Regions from separate parts of the Sus scrofa genome. Here region 2 is linked to region 1. Evidence: chromatin contacts called from public Hi-C data. All regions are on one chromosome and are shown on one strand. Each heading gives the region's core, a stretch centred on a gene start, on an enhancer-like site or on the middle of the called end of the contact. The rest is flanking DNA. Distances are from core to core; before and after follow the strand shown. Region 1 holds the start of MKLN1 (muskelin). Region 2 overlaps LOC110257572 (a long non-coding RNA gene).

What was found. A called contact is a pair of places that touch in the nucleus more often than the background predicts.
Region 2: a Hi-C map of liver shows a contact between it and region 1, with 2.6 times the contacts expected there. The contact joins the enhancer-like site here to the promoter of MKLN1 in region 1. A contact is called at or near these places in 1 of 5 promoter capture datasets (liver), 2 of 47 Hi-C or Micro-C datasets (alveolar macrophages and liver) and 1 of 2 datasets of contacts at active chromatin or transcription factors (alveolar macrophages).

What each region holds. Positions count from the first base shown.
Region 1 is chr18:17,831,252-17,833,951 of Sscrofa11.1, forward strand. It overlaps MKLN1 (muskelin), which reads right to left and starts at 1,268. Exons shown (of 19, transcript XM_021078931.1): 1 at 1,133-1,268. It overlaps LOC106506781 (a long non-coding RNA gene), which reads left to right. Exons shown (of 12, transcript XR_002340361.1): 8 at 2,523-2,700.
Region 2 is chr18:17,998,708-18,001,407 of Sscrofa11.1, forward strand. All of the region lies in intron 1 of LOC110257572 (a long non-coding RNA gene), which reads left to right. Among named protein-coding and RNA genes, the nearest start is that of MIR29B-1, 40 kb to the right of the region's middle. Within about 2 kb of position 1,309, at least 34 of the 83 cell types and tissues checked have an H3K27ac peak or open chromatin away from gene starts, as enhancers often do. A contact at or near this core is called in liver, where this site is marked.

The sequences.
Region 1 (2,700 bases), core at 18-2,517:
GATATGTGGGTGTGAGGCAATCGATAATAATCCAGGATGCTACAACACAAGCGAGAACGCCTTTAACCAAATGCCATTCATTTTAATAACACCCTGAGAAGTTTGATTTCCACATAACATGCTAGTGATTAGAGAGCAGGATGAGCTTGAGTTCCCTAGCAACAGCATGTGCTTTTGAGACAGTCATTAGCCTTTCAGTTAATCCCGCCAACCCCTTACTGCTAATGTATGACTGACGAAGAAAAAAAAAAAAATGATGTTACAGAAAGTGCTTTGAAATTTCCAGGAGCAAAATGGAAAAGAATAATAATTTTTTAAAAAGTTGTCCTGAGAATTGCATTCAGGTAAAGAGGTAATGTTCCTCCAGCCTGCCTCTGTGGTCACTGTTCTCAGTTCCATGTTTCTGACTCCCCTCCCGGGAAAGGGCTAAAAGGCAGCAGAGGTGAAATTGTTCAGAGTTTAAGGCAGTCCCTTCATGGTCTGAAAGTGGGGGTCAATGGTGGGGCGGGCAGTTTGTGTAGGGTGGATGCCCAGAGAGGGCAGGGTGGGAGGGAACGCAAGGCAGAGTTTTCTTTCTCCTTTAAGTATAATCAATTACTCTGGTTGAAGAAGCTTGGGGAAGGAGAGTGGTAAAGAGAATGAAGCTATTTTTTCTATTGATTGTTTAATTGCACCAGAGGCTGTTTGTCCAAGGCCACTGGCCAAGACCATTATTTTCGTGGCTAAAGTGAGGTTGGGCAGGTTTCCATCCCCTTCCCTAGTTTTAAACAAGACAACCCATAAAGCTCAGCCAGGCTATAGGAATATGTGTATGTTGACTTTTGCTACTCAGCTGTACCCTAAAGCGCCAGGGCTGATGGGCTGGTGGTTCTCAAACCCTGAATCATTCATTGCCTCTAGCTCAGTCCTTGGTTCAGGATGCACAACTCCGTGAAGCCTGGGTCCACTGCAGGGTATTATTTGAATGGTAACTATTGCTGCTGGTCATCCTTATTACAGCCCGGGTTCCTTTCAGCTGGACACTGGGCTCCTTCAGTTTGGCTGGGGTGATTTCTAGTTCTCCCCGTTTCCCCACCTAACCCCCCCTTGCGCGCTCCCTTCCCAAGGCGACCACCTGCGCCACCCCACTTACCATCTGCCCCGCGGGGAGGGCCCCCCGGGGTAGCGGAGCCCTCCCTGCTCCCGGGCGGCTCAGGGGGAACTCGGTGTTTGCCTCCAGCCCTTCGCTACCGGAGAGATCAGGTTCCTCCCCTCCTCCCCCTCCTGCTCCGGCCGCCGCCGCCTCCTTCTTGCATGACACAGCAGAACCGCAGCTGCTGCAGCAAGTCCCAGCCATCCGCCCAGGAAGCGCCGCAACCGGGACTTGGGAGGGGCGGAGGGGGAACCAGGCAGGGGCCACCGTCGAAGGGGATTCTTGCCCCCACTTTGCACCATACACTCTTTTCCCAGCCCAGGGCCACAGGAACAAAATCAGGCTAAAGCCTATCAGGCCAAGCCCTTGAGGAATGCTGGGGTTCGGCGTCAGAAGGGATGGGACCTGAGAGAAGGGTGTGAAGGAGACCCCTGTAGAGGCAGGACATTGCGGGGAAAGAAGGGCAAGAAGAGGCCGAGAAGTCGAGGGCCAGACTGTGAAGGAGAATAAAGGAGGTCAAAGAGAGGTAAGGAGGTAGAGTTGCTGAGAAGGGAGACCTAACTGGGAAGGGGAGGAGGGGACCTGCTGGGGAAGGAGGACTGGGAGGCAGAATGTGGGGAGGCCTGAACTAAGTATCCAGGCAGTGCGGGTCTGAATTGGGAGGCAAAAACAGAAAAGGGGAAAGGGATGGAAGAATTAGGCATTCCATAGGGAGGGAAATATTGGGGGACACATTAAGGGATCAGAGGGAATGTAGTGGAGATCATGCATCATGGCTGATGAGGAAAACTGATGAGGTAGGAAGAGTCAGGGCAAAGCCCAAAGAGAGGATGCTCTTCCATCTCACTCTTCCGTTTCCTGTGAAGTTTCTTTTTATTCTGCCAATCCAACAGGGAATTGTCCTTATAAATGGAAAAGCATGAACTAAAACATAGAAAGAGCTGTTTGGCTTACATTTCCAGGATAAAATCCCAGGGTCCACACAAACTTTCAGGCAGAGATTTGGGATTGGGGGTTGTGATTCAATAACAGGAAGGCACTCAAAACGATGTTACAGTCTCCACACATAACTGGACTTGGTTGGGTCAAAGTGTTTGTTACATGCTTCAGTTAAATGCTAGAAATGACGACAAAGTTTTTGGTCAAAATATCATATAAAGGCATACACTTTTCTCTCTCTACACACACATATGTAAATCCATATGTAATTTCTAGTGTCTACTAGCATGGTCATTATGATTAGAGGAAAATGTGTTGTTCTGATTATTTGATTTCCCACCAAACCCATATACGCATGTTACAGCAGATCAGCTGCTTCTCACCATTTGAAAGAATGTGGTCAGAAAAGTAACACAAAAACTGCCACTATGGTTTTGTCTGTACCTTCCAGGTCGTATCTTCGTACCTCACTTCCTGACACAAACAAGTTTTTACTGTTGTCAGCAACAAAGCCCTAATATAGCTGTGGAAGAGAAGAACTGCATTGCATTTGCCTCCTGCAAGCATCATCAACACGGTTACCAGAGGAATTTAATTCCAGAAAAGCTTTAAAGCTGGTGTGATGGTAA
Region 2 (2,700 bases), core at 59-2,558, 170 kb after region 1:
TCTTCTGTTGTAGGGAGTCGTAAGTGAGAGTCTGGATCAGAGTTATGCCCCCTTTTATCTTTGGAAGTGAGTACCTCTCTGTAGCAGATTATTCCCTTGAAACAAGATGTAACCACGGGGAAGTTATGGAAGTGTCCATCTAATGAAGAAAGGAAAGAGCTTATAAAAGGGGCCAAGTTGCTCAAGGGTGTTATTCCTTCTGCTCAACTTCTTTTCCAAGTACGAGCACAGACGTCATGGGAGCAGCTGTTTCCACTGCCCTCTGTTTGTTGTGCTGCTACGACACTCACACTCCTCAAAGGCGACACTTCAGGCCCCGGTTTTCCAGCTTCGGCTTTCCCAAAGGCCCCTGAGCACGGTGGGTTCAGGCTAGGGTCTGGGTTTGGTGAAAGTTGTCAGCGCGCCAGGGGCAAAGGACTGAACTTGGGACAAACCTGTGGCAACAGAAAGCTGTTCCCTGTTGCCTGAAAGCAGTGGGATAGTGCTTTCAGATCGTGCCTGCTGATCACCCGGTGTGTCTATAGTTAGCATGGCGTTTATAATGGAAATAAATGAGCCAGCACTCAGGTAGCTAAATATAATTTATAATTTTGATGTAAGGTTGAAACATGAAAGATCATGCTTTTCCAACTGCTGTGATGACTTATACAGACAACTCATTCTAGATAATGGTGAGTTAAGCCTGCCAGCCTCTGAACATTTTTCACCCATTTGTTCAAACACCTGCAGTTGGGTGCTAAACGTGCATGTTTCATTGCTTGAACTTAAATTATAAAATCCCTAAAGGATGTTTCTGTCCTAGAGAATAAGGTAAGTCTCTTGCAGAAGCGGTCTGCCTGCTCTCGTGAGCTCCTTGCCTCTCTCAGGGCCTTTGTGCCAGCCCCTCTTCGAAGAGGCCTGCTTTGAAATTCAGGAAACTCAGCTCTTCAGGGAAAATGCAGAGGTCTGAACCCTGAGCAAAATCACCACAGGCCTTCCCTGGGGAGTCCATTCTGTTAGAAATAAGCTTAAGGCAGGAGCTCTACTTTACCCAGATTTCTTGAAGGTGATGACGAGTGTGGTCTCAGGTCTGTTTTATCAGCACAGAGGCTGCCTCTATTTTTAAGCTCCAGACATTCACCTCTGCTGGGGCTGACTCTCTGCAGCCACAGAAAATACCCGAACGAGAGGAAAATGGGCCTTCCACAGAGCAGGGCGCTGTGGGCTTGAGCCCTGTTATTTGTCCCTCCAGTGGTTCCTAGCTGTTGTGACGTCAAGGCTTCCATTCAAAGCAGAGAAAAAGGAAACCGTGGCCTCTCTTCGCATCAGTAGCCCGTTCAAGCTGTTGTTTCTCAGGCATCCACAACGCTCTCTGTCTGGCAGAGCTGTGCATTCCATGCCTGGGTGACCTGGTTAAATGGAGGAAACCAAATGCTCTCTGCTGAATGCTCTCCAAAACAAGCATTCCACCCTGAGCTCCCGAAGCCCAGCCTCACTGCTTCTGAGGACTGTAAAAGGAGCCGTGGCGAACTCTGTATTATCTGCTTGCATATTCAGCTTCTACTTAGGCCTAAAAGCAAGCGTATCATTACCAATGGCCTTCATTAATATACACTGCAGCAAGATTATGCTGCCTTTGGGGTTAATGCTACAAAATCCTTTTAGGAAAGCCAGTGCTCTGTTAAAAACCTTCAGGAATCATGGAAGTCCAAAGCCACTAAATAGCCACTTCTTCCCATCACACGTCTGCTCACCTCATTCCCCAATGTCAGGTTTCCGAATTCTAGAAAGTCTCTTGTATTTACTTACATATTAATTTCACATGGTGCATTATTGAGCATGTATGGCTTCTCCATGGATATGAAAAAGAATCTCTACTGTATGGGGTAGATCACAGGCACTGGATTTTTCCTTACAAGAAGTATCAGCTTTCACTTTTCAGAGAGAAGACACTATTTCAAAGTATCACAGAGCCACGCTTTCTTTAGGAACAAGCCAAGGTCCCTACAGCAAACAACCATCCTGTGAGACCAAAAGCTCACTAATAATGAATTGATTGCTTAACTCACATATCTCAGAATTTAATTCACTCTTCAAAGGGCACACCTTCTTGGGTTTCTCTGGCATGGGAGACCACATTATTTTATTAGGGTCTCAGAGGTGGACCCGATCGTCACTAGAAAAAGCACAACCACCACACTTCCAGAATTGTCTCAGTTAAGTCAGTAGTATACTTTTGAGGTTTTCTGTTACAAATCTCATTACCTCTTTCTCAAAAATAGCCCCTCTCTTGAACCCTTGATTGAAGGATATTTGCAGAAGCCCAAACCATTTAATTTTATACACAGGTATATATACTACATTTTATGTCAGGAAGGATCTTGATGTACAGTGGGGCCTTTTTATTTTATTTTTTTGAAATTTTTTAATTTTATGATTTTTATTTTTTCCATTAGAGTTGCTTTACAGTGTTCTGCCAATTTCTACCGTACAGCAGAGTGAGCCAGTCATACATATACACATGCACTCACTCCTTTTTTCACATCAGCCTCCATCACGCTCCATCACAAGCGACTGGATATAGTTCCCTGTGCTAGACAGCGGGATCTCATTGCTTATCCACTCCAAATGCAGTAGTTTGCGTATATTAACCAGTGGGGCCTTTTTAAAGTGGATGATTATAAAATGAAGCTTCTTCCAGATGATGAACTCTTGTCTTTG